Regions from separate parts of the Hordeum vulgare genome. Here all the other regions are linked to region 1. The links are chromatin contacts, called in public Hi-C maps. All regions are on one chromosome and are shown on one strand. The core of a region is the stretch at or near the end of the contact, and the rest is flanking DNA. Distances in the headings are between cores, read along the strand shown.

What was found. A called contact is a pair of places that touch in the nucleus more often than the background predicts.
Region 2: a contact with region 1 is called in a Hi-C map of seedling, with 3 times the contacts expected there. The contact joins the promoter of LOC123439478 here to the promoter of LOC123442888 in region 1. A contact is called at or near these places in 2 of 6 Hi-C or Micro-C datasets (leaf and seedling).
Region 3: a Hi-C map of leaf shows a contact between it and region 1, with 2.4 times the contacts expected there. The contact joins the enhancer-like site here to the promoter of LOC123442888 in region 1. A contact is called at or near these places in 2 of 6 Hi-C or Micro-C datasets (both in leaf).

What each region holds. Positions count from the first base shown.
Region 1 is chr3H:42,100,930-42,105,587 of MorexV3_pseudomolecules_assembly, reverse strand. LOC123442888 (transcription factor IIIB 60 kDa subunit-like) reads left to right here and starts at 2,527. Exons shown (of 20, transcript XM_045119064.1): 1 at 2,527-2,864; 2 at 3,701-3,852; 3 at 4,025-4,106; 4 at 4,193-4,268; 5 at 4,349-4,434; 6 at 4,524-4,600. The coding sequence starts at 3,788.
Region 2 is chr3H:42,738,372-42,742,913 of MorexV3_pseudomolecules_assembly, reverse strand. It overlaps LOC123439478 (monothiol glutaredoxin-S2-like), which reads left to right and starts at 1,435. Exons shown (of 1, transcript XM_045116190.1): 1 at 1,435-2,320. The coding sequence starts at 1,659. The coding sequence ends at 2,021.
Region 3 is chr3H:42,984,550-42,988,905 of MorexV3_pseudomolecules_assembly, reverse strand. No RefSeq gene overlaps it. Among protein-coding and RNA genes, the nearest start is that of LOC123442890, 100 kb to the left of the region's middle. Within about 2 kb of position 3,000, at least 1 of the 3 cell types and tissues checked has open chromatin away from gene starts, as enhancers often do. A contact at or near this core is called in leaf, where this site is marked.

The DNA.
Region 1 (4,658 bases), core at 1,278-3,777:
GACGAGGTCTTCACAGTTAAATCTCAGCCTTTCCAACCAAACGCATAGTTGTCACAACAACTGGAACAGGTACAACAAATCACGTGTCTTCGTCAAGCTGTCATTGCTTGCTTGTTCTTGTGCGAAGACATTCACCAAAGACATTCATCTCATTACTATTTGCCTTCATAATACTTAAGTTTTATCTTCGATACATCACTGTTTCCGTGATGACTATGCATGCTTGCCTGAATGTCTTCATCTGACTGATCCTAAGTCGCTTCCGCTCACTTCAAAGACATTTACTATTTTGAAGCTTTTTATAAAAATCACATATTAACCCCCTCTAGTCTATAACTAGCACTTCCAATTGGTATGAGAGCAAGATGCTTCCTTGTTTTGTGTGATTTGGTTTAACCACATAGATTTTTAGTTATGCCGACTACAGGGATGATCAGGGTCTCCGTTGCGTGCCTTGTCTTTGATGGCACAAACTACCCCTACTAGAAAAACAAGAAGCGCATGCATCTCGAAGCCATTGACAATTACCTCTCGTATGTCGTCATGGCTGGTGTTCCCAAAGTGAGCGAAGGTGTAACTGTTGCTGATATGAAGAGGTTTGCTCAACTGGACTCAACCGCCAAGAACATCATTTCTGGTCATCTAATCAAAGGACAATATGACCGTGTGAGTGTTTTGTCCACTATAAAGCGGATTTGGGAATGGCTTTCCAAAGTCAATGAAGGCGTCTCATCTCAAGCGACTCACGAGTCGATGTTCTTCGCAACCTTGTCCTCCACATCGACAACCACGTGAAAGAGGAGACGACGCACCCGAGCGCCTCCGTCGCATGAAGGACGAGCGAGCATCCCCCCGCCGCACAACCGCTACATGTGGATCGACAGACCCTCGTTGCCACCACGACGCCATCGGCGCCTGGTAAAGGAGGAGCTGCCCCCGCAACTGCGAAGGTGTGTGGCCTCATCCTCCACTACTTCGGTGGAAGCAATTACGACGGTGCCTCCGTCTCACGAGTCGTAGTATCCAAGGCGGAACGTGCAGCGAGGCAACAAGCAAGGTATGACCGGCCCAATGCCGGTCGCCACTCTGCGTTTGCCAAGACACACGTGGACGGAGTGGGTCCGCAACAACCTTGACCTCACTGTCGCGTGGGTGCTCGGTCGCTCAGTCGCCCCCACGGAGACAGTCGCGAGGCGACACCTCCACCTTGACGGCGAGCTCGCGAAGATCGGCGAGTAGTGGTCACTCAGTGATTGCTCCCCAACGCCGGTAAGGCAAGACCATCACCAGGACTCTGTCGGCATAGTCAGTAGTCGCCAGTCCCTTCGTATCACGCAACAGGAGGCGGAGCGGCTCATCCGAGCGACATGCAACCGTCGATTATCGCGTCTCTCCGACATCCGTCTGCCAGTGGAGGGACGATGATGACGACAACACGTACGACGACATTAGTGCAACAAGACATGACGGTCACGCATACGAGGTGGTCATGCCAACGTTTTAGTTTGTTTAATAGTTTTTAGTAAAATGGTCGAAAAATCATTTGTATATGTAAATTATATCTGAACTTCGTATAAAAGTTTGCACAAATTTTATTTAGTTAATTCAAATTGTTGTTCAATGTATGCATACATCATTGGATGCCGGCCTCCGGCCTCCGACACTAGTGCGTGTAGACTGTCCCGTGTCCACGAACGTATGCCACAAGGAATTTGCGGATCGCCGTTAGAGATGGCCTAAGCAAGGCCTCGTCCTACTAAGCATGGCGCCCTAGACCGGAGCATCATACATCGTAGTCCGATCTGACGTAGTACGGTCAACTCTGACGCATGATGCCGTTGACGAGGGCAATGTGCTGCATGACATGGCGATTCAGGCTTGGGCATCGTGAAATGGACCATTTTTTGAAATAAACTGGGTTCATGTTATGCTTAAGTTTTCAAGAGGGGCCAGTTTTTGTCTTTTTTACACCATCGAACAAGGAGTTGGATTTGAAGTGTTTGTATTGTACGAACTTCTCATTTTTTCCTAGTATATTAACTTACGATAGAAGATCTTTGTGCAACCCTCATGGTCTTTCTACTATATTAACCAAGGACAGAGGATCTTTGTGCAATATTCATGATCTCGCCAGACACGAATGGAAGGAGCATAAGCGACAACGCTGACATGTCGCTGTGTTGAAATAGAGGACGTGGACCTATGAATGGTCTTGAATCATGCTTATTAGACTACATAAATATATTACATTATTTTTTCCGTTGCAACGCACGAGTCTTTTTCTAGCGAAAGATGATTCAAAAAAGCAAAAACCAAGGACCACCAGCTGATCGGCCGCCGACAATGATGGCATTTGTGAACGCTGGGGGAGGCATTTTGTGTGGCTGAGGGTGGAATTTTGCAAAACTGTCTTGGTAGTTCGTTTATATTACGGGTACATTCCTTTTGTAAAACTACCACCGTCTGATCTGGATCTAACGGCTCTGGTGGCGTTCCCTGGGATCCCACCCCCAGCGAACGTTCGCCACATAGGATTTCCCGAAACCAAAGCTGAGCTCTGGTAGAAACCTCGATGAACCCTCGGCCCTCGCCGTTCTACCACTCCGTGCCCCCCTCCCTTTCCCCGGCCAGGCGGCCGCTTCTTCCTCTCCCCACACCTCCGTGCTGCCGCCCGGCCCTCCTCTCCGCCTCCCGCCTCCCACCTCTGCCTAACCTCTCGTCCCCGACGCCCCACTTCCCTGGAGTTGTGCCGCCGCCGATCCCAACCCTAGACGCCCCCCCTCCACTGAAGCAGCGCCGCCGCCCAGGCCCCTGACGCCGCCCTTTACCCGCTGCGCCGCCACGCAGCTTCCACACCGAGGCGTGTAAGGCTTCTCTCATTCTTACTTCTTGGCCACTCTAAGATTGGATGGGGTTGTGTGTAAAAAATACAGTTTGGTTGGTTCTTTTGCTTTTCGCTAACTGGACTGGGCCTACCGATCTTGGAATTAGAGAGGGTTAAAATTTAGTGGTATGTCTTAGAATGCAACTAGCACTACATTATTGAATTCAAATGCCTTGCATCATGCTGTCAACCATAGATGTGTCCTCTAATTCTGCTGATGCATCCACATTTTGAGTTAACGAGTCTGCTCTTGCTCTGGGGACATTGCTCCTGAGCCACCACGACTTGTGGGGGACAAGCCAAGAAAGCTGCTCGACGCTGTCGTAAGAAATGCTGCTATACTACTGCGTTGGGGCTTGGGAATTCACGCGGAGCATTGGTCAGGACGCTGTTGCCAGCGGCTAACTATGTGCTTTCAAAGATCTCAACACTTTTTTTTCTGAGTTGAAAGCTTAGTTTAGTTTCATTGTTGTAACTTCATGATCGATTTTGAATTGGAAGTTAAAATTCAACGTGTTGAATTTTAGTCTTCCCGTGCACTGAATATTTAATCCTAGAAATCAAAAGTAGTGCTTGAATGTTTTGATATTTTATTGGACTGAATGCAGCCTGTCCTGCCCCCGTGTTTGACCTCCAGAGTAAGTGCACACACGGTTAGGAAGCAGGTCACCTCTCACATGCTAGTTGTAATGCTCCAACTATAAAATGCGTTGTTAGATTGGAACTGGGTAGAAAAATAATCCAAATCGAAGTCTGCTATTCCTTTACTTGTATTTACTTCACAATCTGAATAGATTGCTCTTTTTACTTTTGAAGGTTGAAGATCACATTCCTTGCAATCCTCTTATTTGAAGGCTAATTGGAGTTGGATCATTCTCCTAGGTCTACTACTTCTGTTCACCAATGGTTTACTGTTCTCACTGTGCTGATTATTGCCCATTCATAAAGGATCCCGACAAAGGATATATGTGAGACCCCCTTTCCTATTCTTTCTTTGTTATTCTCATTGCATGTGAAATCAAGCCGTATAATTGTTTGTGTACATTGTTTTGTTGATCAGCATGTTACTTTCTTGCTTAATAAATTTCTATTAAGCAGCTTCAGCGGTTGTTCATGTGTCTTGTCATGTTTGATGGTCAGATGTTGTGGGACGTGTGGAAAGGTTATTGATCAGGAGATTTTCACCGATGAGCCTACTTTTTTCAAGGACAGTTCCGGAGCGGTTGGTCTTATTATTGTGCTTCTCATTATTCACTTCCTTAATTTATCTGTGTAGTTTGTCAGGTTGACTTTCTTGGATGTGTACAGAGCAGGCTGGCTGGAAACATACTGAGCAGCATCGAGAGTGGGAGTTCACTATCCCACGAAAGGACTTTAATGAAAGGTATGGCTTTTAGGGCACTCCTTTGTTTTATTGATTGTTCTTCCCACTTCGTGAATTAAGCCTGTGATTTATTTCCGTAGGGAGAGACGAGATTTGGCAGATTGTCACCAGCTTACATGTTGGTGGTGGAGATACTATCATTGATATGGCTCATAAATTTTATACAGTATGGATTTTTGTTATCACTCAGTAACTATCTTCTCTGAAATAGTATGGTAAATTATGAAAATGATATTTCTTTTTGTTGAAGTGTAGCTAGCTGTGGACCATAATTTTACAAGGGGCCGTCGAACAACTCATGTTGCAGCAGCTTGCCTTTACATTGCCTGCCGGTACGCTATCATCTACTCCCTCCGTCTCATAATGTAAGATGTTTTTTAACACTAGCGT
Region 2 (4,542 bases), core at 186-2,685, 640 kb before region 1:
GCTTGGTGCAAGCTGCACCCGGGAGTGACTGGCACCATGATCGCGGAGGCCCTTGCAGTTCGAGACGGTGTCATCTTCGCAAATCTCAGAGGGTACTCGCATGTGGTGATGGAACCCGACAACGTGAAGGTGGTCAACCTCTCGAACTCTCGCCACAACCGTCGTTTAGTTGTGGCACCAATTTTTTTAGAAATTGATGAGCAATCTGCTCCTTTTCACTCTTTTGTAATTCAGCATATAACTAGTAGATCAGCTAACGGACCAGCTCATCTTTGCGTCAAGCGTGCTTGTGAGGTGAGTGTCATCGAAAGCTGGCTGACGAAGACACCGAGCTTCTTGATTAGCAGTCTTCTAACTAACTATGTAACGAATGCCTTTATATGAATAAAGCTCTTAATTCCCCGAAAAAATGGCAGGAAGGGGCAAGGCGGAGTGACCGTGCCGTGGCGCACATTGCGGCCGACGTGACCATGCGACGACCTGCGTTCACAACGAGAGAAAAAGATCTGGGGTCGCAGCGCGGAAGGAATATGCGACCGACCGGCGGGGCAAAGTCCGGCCCGTGCTGTCGCCTCCGCCTCCGGGCGATGTGGTGGTGGCGGTGCTTCGATCGACCTGACGTTGGACGGCGCACTAGCTAGGCTTGCCCCGAGCGGCCGGGCAACAGCGACGTCACCGGACGCCGGGCGCGCCACGCGTCCCGCACGGGCCCCGCGCGGCGACGATACCGCTGAGGCGAGCGTGGACGTCACCGGTCACCCTCTCGGCCGGCCGGCCTCCGAGAGACGGATCGGAGCAGCAGACCGCGGCACGAGATGGATTAATTAGCCGTGACACTGTTGCCTGCGTAGGCCTGGTGACGCCAGCCAGCGAGAGCGCCCTCGTCTCGCACAGTCCCCCATCCTCGTCGTCGTCGGCGTCGACCCGTCGTGCAAATTTAGCGCTTGGGCTCACGTGGCAGCCGTACTGTGTTGTATGGCAGCTGGTTCGACGAAGCCAACGACCTGCTGCGGTGGCACTGGCACTGCACCCGTCCATGTGCTGAAATTGAAGGCCGCGGTCGCATCGGCGGAGGACAATCGATCGTACGTACCATGCACCCAGTCAGTGAGTTTCGATGCCGGCATCTCCCAAGCCTCAGGCTGGATGGATGGATGGTTCGCGTTGCCCCGCATATCCCGCTCACCAAACCGCAACGAATCCGAAAAGAAGAAAAAAATATGCTGCTGCTGCTGCTGCCACTCCGAGAAGAAAAGGGTGGCATAAAAACGAAGGTCCGTTTCCTTCGTCTCTCTCCGTCCGTCACCACCCGTCCGGTGGTAGGGGTGAGAGGGAGGGAGGGAGGATACTTTGGAGCTCTACCAGCTCGTGGTGGTGCTGAATTTAATGCCCGCTTTGCTGTCCGTCTCCGGCCACGTGACGCAACCTCAGGCCCCACGGCACCTTGTCATCGCCCGCCCGACGTCACCTCCCATCCCATGTGCCCGCTCCGGCCCCCCTATATATAAACGCCTCGCCGGGCTCGCCTCTCCACCTCCTACCCATCCATATTCACCGTGACCAGACCAGAGGCGTCGTCTGCTTCTCTGCTCCCTAGTTTAGTTTTGCTGCGAGCGGCGACCTTTTTCACCTCTTCACGGCGGCGGGAGGCGGCGAGCATGCAGGCGGTGGCGGGCATCCGGCGGGGGCTGACCATAGACCCGGCCGGGGAGGAGGAGGCGCCGGCGCAGCGGTTCGGGCGGCTGGTCAGGGAGAGCCCCGTGGTCATCTTCGCGCGCCGCGGCTGCTACATGGCGCACGTCATGAAGAGCCTCCTCGCGGCCGTCGGCGCGCACGCCACCGTCATCGAGCTCGAGGGACCCGCCGAGGAGCTCGCGGCGGTGGAGGCCGGCGGCCACGCGGCCGTGCCGGCGCTCTTCGTCGGCGGCGCGCCCGTGGGCGGCCTCGAGGGCCTCATGGGGCTCCACCTCAGCGGCCTCCTTGTCCCACGCCTCCGAGAGGTCGGAGCCCTCCGCGCCTAGCTAGTAGCTCGATCCCCTGCTCCCCGTCGCCGGCGAACCCCCCTCGCACGTGTGCGTGCACGCTTCGTCGTCGTCTCCGTCTCCGTGTATGTATATATGGGATCCATGAGCTCTGTAATTTCAGGACTATCAAGGGTGTGGAGTGAGAAACAACAGGATAAATAAGCTGTACCACACCCACACGGGTGGGAAGACAAACTAGATGAACTCTAGCGTTTCTCGAAAAAAGAAAGATGAACTCTAGCAGGGGTGTTGTGACAAAAAAGGCTGGACCTAAATGTGATTATTACTTTTACTTAGGACTACTCCTGTCGTCCCTCCAGCTGCGTTGGGTTTCAGTTCACAGACATCATCAGCAACTCAGCTGTTTCAAAAAAAAAAAAAATTCACTGTTTGCTTGCCCACTTGTTTAAAATCTTGCTTCTGTTTTGTCCTGGTGTGATGTTCTTTGCTTGGCGCAAATTAACTAGTGATTGCCCCACATGATTGCCGTATAATCATGCTTGGAAGCCGATTAGTCTATGGCAGGGAGATAACATATTCAAGTGCCGGGGGTGGGGGGTGGGTAATGGAGGGGGACGTCAGCACTAACTCGGAACCCTAATGGCTGCTTTGCCGGCAATGATCGAAATGCGCATCGGTCTCGCTCAGTACGGCGGAACTTCGACCACAAGCCAGAGCTCGAGCCAGTGCATCACAAGGGTTGGAGCTAGGTAGCAAGCCCAGCGTAGAACCAATACTGATTGAGGTCAGATGAACTGAATGAATCTTGTCAATTTCCGGAAGTTCAGACTGGCACTTCATTAGTGGTAGAAGACCGCGAAGCAAGGGTGATGTTTGTAACTGCAGTTACTAGTACATGTTTCGTCTGACCGGTGCATTTTTCCGGTGCGTTCCACGGTTGATACGGGCCGTTGATTCTTACGTACGTTGCGTTGCGTTGCGTTGAGGGGAAGAAACGGGAGAGACGTAGAGTAAAGACGTGCGGTTGCCAACACTCAAAGGCATCCATTGCACGCGGCGGTAGCCCAGCCGGATCGCGGCTCCGAGCCGAGCGATCCACGGCGTACGTCGCACGTGCCAGCCGCTTAATTCCCGGCGGGAAATAAAAATGCGTACTACTCTACGTGCAGGTGACGCGAAATTTCATACAGCGCCATGCCGCGAACGAGACAAGCTGCACACGATCCCACACTGTTCACCCGTGCACACAGCTTTACTCTACTTGCTACACTACTACTCCTGCAGGACAGGCATTTATTATTAGCCATGGGCCGCTCTGGAAAAATACTGCACCTGCTGCTGCTCGTAGTCGTCTTCTCCCGAGAAGAGAAGGCAGCGAACAATTGAAGTTTTTTTTTTCGGGTGAGCAAACAATTGAAGCTGACGAGGTCCTCATGTCAAGCCACGTAGAGCTGTCAGAGAAATGTCTGGGGTGCTCCAAATTTCCAGTTTCGTCTCATTGCCACCGGTTGTCTGCTTCTGCGGGGCTCGGCGGACCCTGTCAGCGTGCAACTCGTTTGGCATCTACTCGCTGAGTCCGTTTTATTTATTTTTTAACTGAGCGCCCAAGGCCAGCGAGGCTCCCTCCTCTAACACGTACACCCCACAGTAAATACTGTGTTAAAAAAAGGTACGGTACAGTACTGTACTATACTCCTGGTACTACGAGCCCACTGTGCAACAATACTGTAAAAATTTGCATCATCGTCAGATCTGATCCTGATCGATATGTATGTATACAACCTGGTGATGCGAGCGTCGCAGATCGCCCACCGATTCCTGCCTGCCCGCCAAAGCCGACGCCTGGGTTTCGGTCACTTGCATGCTCCAATCGCCCAGCCCGTACTGTTGTGAAGTAGTACTCCGTATGTAGTTTCTTTTATTCCCGCAAAAAAAAGTATGTAGTTCTTTTGGAACTTGTTTTGCAGTATATAATTTGAGAAAAAAAGTTCAGTTTTCCTAGCCATTGGTTGCTTGAAATTCCAAACCGCGCCACTCGATTCTTGCGGTAAGGAGTGATTGTTAGAGTAAAACGAGATTGAATGAAAGTGAATGGACGATTAGTCTTGTTTCTATTGATTCTCAAGTATATATACATCTGGAAGAGGTGCGAAGTAGAGGTGTATGTTCGGAGGCATCCCTTCAGAACAGTTGCCTGTTGGCAATAGAGAGAGAGAGAGATGAGACACGACTTTTCGGGTTGGACACATCCCTTGGATTAATGTACTAATTAATTTTTAACACTCCCCTTGTACAACACCGCTCCTTAAATGTTTCATCGTTGAAAGCTTCTTGCATATAGATCTTCCATCTTGAGAAATCTTCCAGATAATCTTGAGAGTCTCCTCAAAAAACCCTGTGGGAAAAATATGAGGAGAATAGAGTAGATATGTTGCTAAAACTCCTTCAAATCCAATGGAAAAAATAAGGAGAAAATGATGCAACATATGATGATCATTGTCTCTTGATAACTCATATGAGAAAACCTTTAAAGAAGGAAAAAACTCATTGATAAGTT
Region 3 (4,356 bases), core at 1,751-4,250, 880 kb before region 1:
ATCTTTCGTTTTTTGATGAACTTTTTTCCTAACTCAATGAAATTTGATTTTTTAAAAGGGTCGTCGGATTTGAAAAAAGTTCGTAAAATAAAAAAAACTAGCAAATTTGAGAAAATATGATCAAATTTGGGAAAAAAATTGAATTTGGAAAAACTTCATCGGATTTGAAAATTTCATCAAATTTTAAAAAGTTCATAGAATTCAGGGGAAAGTTCATTGAGTTTGAAAAGGTTCATCGAGTTCGAGAAAAAGTTCATTGAATTTCAAAAAAGATCATCAAATTTGAAATAAAAATCGTCAAATTTGAAAAAATCTCATAGAATTTGGGAAAAAGTTCATCGAATTTTAAAAAAGTTCATAGAATTTGATAAAAAGTTCATCGAATTTGAAAACAAATCACAAAATTCAAGAAAAAGTTCTTTGAATTTTTAAAAACGTCATCTAATTTGAAAAAACCCTCATAGAATTCATAAAAAAGTTCAATTAGTTTGAAAAAACAATACATAACATTTGAAAAAAGTTCATTGCTATAGAAATAAGTCCGTTTATTTATTTAAAAGAAAATAATCAATTTTGAATAAAAATACGAATTTATAGAAAAACCATGCAATAAAAAAGATTAAAATAAAAGAATAAGACCGCCCTAGAATTGTCCAGCGAATTGGGGGAAAACTGGTTTGGAAAAAATCCCAAATAAAATTGGAGGATTCCCGCAACTCAGAGAACAAATGAAAATAAAACATGTTTTGAAGCAATATTGTTCGGTGGCGTGGTGGTTGGCTTCGTTGGCTGTGAAGAATGAGGTCATGGTTTTGAACTATCGTTGGTCACCTTTTTTTTAAAATCACTAGTTTGTGAATACACCTTCCAACGATTACTTCGACCTTCACAGGTTATGACAAGTGGCGTACTACATGCGTGGCAGTTGTTGCAACCTAGGAGTTTTCCTTTTTTTCTTAGATCTATATTTTAAAACATTTTATCTCTTAAACCATGCGTCCAAATCTCGTACCGTTTTCATCGTTGGCTTTCTGACGTTGAGATCTTCAAAACTAGATCCATTGTTGATAGGTTTTGACGAACTTTCTTTTTCACGGAAAAATCCGAAAGAAAAAAATTGGACGAAAAAACCGTGCCTCACGCGATAGAAAAAAAACAGAAAACACGTTTTTTCCTTTCCGAGAGGCAAGGGTCGTGCCTCTCGCGAAGGCAAAACCGTGCCTCTCGCGGAAGCAAAATCGTGGCTCTCGTAAAAAAAGAGAGCAGAAAACGCGTTTTTTCCCTTTTCGGGAGAGGCACGGACGTGCCTCTCGCGAAAACAATACTTTGCCTTTCACGAAAACAAAACCGTGCCTCTCGCGAAAAAAATAGAAAACACGTTTTTTTTCCATTCGGGAGAGGCACGGACGTGCCTCTCGCGAAGGCAAAACCGCCTCTCGCAAAAAAAATGTTTTTTTCCTTTCCGAAAGGCACGTACGTGCCTCTCGCGAAGGCAAAACCTTGTCTTTCACGGAAGCAAAAACGTGCCTCTCGCAAAAAAAAACAGAAAACGTGTTTTTTCTTTTTCGAGAGACACGGCGTGCCTCTCGCGGAAGCAAAACCATGCCTCTCGAAAAAAATAAAAAACATGTTTTTTCACGTAAAAAAAATAGAAAACGCGTTTTTGTGATTTTTTTTCGTCCAAAAATTATGAAAGACCGGTAAAAAACCGTAACACCATAAAATCGAAAAAAACCACTCAAAAGGCGAAAAGGCTTCGAAAAAATAAAATAAAAAACAAAATCTGAAGGAAACGCTCAGAACGCGGCATGTGACGATGGCCAGAAGCGCGCAAGTGACGGCGCGCGGAAACGATCACTGGGAGGCTCTTAAAGGAGCGCTCGCTAACTAGTTGCTTTCCTTTTATGAACCGTTTTGACAAATAAATATATCGCATGCTCATGGATCGGCCCACACGTGGAAGGTGTTGTGTACTGCAGGCACCTGTTTGCAAAATGAACGTTAACCAATGCGTGCAGTGTTAAATAGGATTTGCCCGATGCCTGATGCTCACCGTTTCCCATTTTCTCCTTTCTTATGTGCTCACTAATGGGCAGGATGCTAATGTAAACGTTTCAGCGAGAGCTTGTTCCATCTCGGGTGGAACGAGATATAACTCTTGCGAACGACGAATAGGTACACCCAACATTTTGAGATCACGACTTGGCTCGCCCATCTACAAGTACAATCAGTGCAATTTATAGATTAGCTGGTTGCACAGCTATTGTAGCGCTAGTTAGAATTGTGCCAGCCTATCAAATGGTTTTTTAACAGTGAACATTTTTTGAAAAACTGATTGTTTATAAAAATGAACTTTCTTTTAAAAGCAAACATTTTTCAGAGATATGATTCTTTCTATATTTTTGAAAGAAATATATAAATTGTTCTATTTAATAATTTGAACATGTTTGTAAAACATGAATATTTTAAAGTTCTGATATTTTTTTTATAAAAATGAGTACTTTTTCAATTATCAATATGTTTTGAAAAATGCAAATATATTTTCATAATTGAATAACTTTTGTATTTTTAAAAAAAAATTAAAAAGGGAAAAGTTTTGAAATATACATTTTCTTAAAAAATATAAACAAACCAAAAAATAATGAAAAAATACAAATAAGAAGACCCAATTAAGGAACCTTCTATAAGGTTCCAAAACCACATAAAAAATGGACACGAAGCATTCGAGAGGGTTCTCAACTCCTATAACCTTATGTACCGGTCCACCTCATCATTTCCTAGTACTAAACCACGTGTATATTCCCCCAAAAGAAAAAAACTAAACCACGAGTATTTAACAGAGTGAACGCCTAATTGGAAATTCGTCCCAACAATATGTTTCTCTAAGGATGGTCTTTTTCAAAGCCCATTGTCTGATGGGCCAACTAAAGGAGGCACCAATGGGCATTTGTCCGATATGCATCCAAGGAGCTGTTAATCTTAAAAATCACTAATTGAGATGTATCCTTTTCAAAGTTCACTCTCACTTTCTCATGTTGTGACAAGTGGCGCACTGTAAATGTGTCACTTGTCGCAAGCTAGGAGTTTTGTCCTTTTTCCAGATTCGTTTATTTAAAACACCTTATAATTGGTGCATTCAAATATTAAACCTTTTTCACTGTTGGATTCCTCGCGTCGAGATCTTCAAAACTAGATCCTATTTTGATAGATTTTAACAATTTTTTATTAGAAATGTGGACAAAAATCCATGCCGCTCGCGAAGAAAAAAGAAAATATGTATTTTTTCGTTTTCAAGAAGCATGGACGCGCCTCTCGTTTAAAAAAGTTCATAGAATTCGATAAAAAATTCATCGAATTTGAAAAGAAATCACAAAATTCAAGGAAAAGTTCATTGAATTTTAAAAAAGGTCATCTAATTTGAAAAAACCCTCATAGAATTCATAAAAAAGTTCAATGAGTTTGAAGAAACAACAAGTAACATTTGAAAAAAGTTCATTGCTATAGAAATAAGTTTATTTATTTTTTTGAAAGAAAATAATCAATTTTCAATAAAAATACGAATTTATAGAAAAATCATGCAATAAAAAAGATGGAAATAAGAGAATAAAACCGCCCTAGAATTGTCCAAAGAATTGGCGGAAAACTGGTTTGGAAAAAATCCCAAATAAAATTGGAGGATTCCGCAACTCAGAGAACAAATAAAAATAAAACATGTTTTGAAGCACTAATGTTCGGCGGCGTGGCGGTGGGCTACGTCGGCTGTGAAGAATGAGGTCACGGTTTTGAACTATCGTTGGTCACTTTTTTTCAAAATCACTAATTAAAGAATACACCTTCCAACGATTACTCCGACCTTCACAGGTTGTGATAAGTGGCGCATCAGTAGTCACAACCTAGGAGTTTTCCTTTTTTCCGTAGATCTGCATTTTAAAACGTTTTATCTCCTAAACCATGCGTCCAAATCTCGTACCGTTTTCACCGTTGTCTTTCTCACGTTGAGATCTTAAAAACTAGATCCAATGTTGATAGATTTTGATGAACTTTTTTTTCACGGAAAAATCCGAAAGAAAAAAACTGACGAAAAAACCGCGCCTCACGCGATAGAAAAAAAAACAGAAAACGCGTTTGTTTCCTTTTTGAGAGGCACGGGTCGTGCCTCTCGCGAAGGCAAAACCATGCCTCTCGCGAAAGCAAAATCGTGGCTCTCGTGAAAAAGAGAGAGGAGAAAACGCGTTTTCCCCTTTTCGGGAGAGGCACTGACGTACCTCTCGCGAAAACAAAACTATGCCTTTCGCGGAAGCAAAACTGTGCCTCTAGCGAAAAAAATAGAAAAAATGTTTTTTTCCTTTTAGGAGT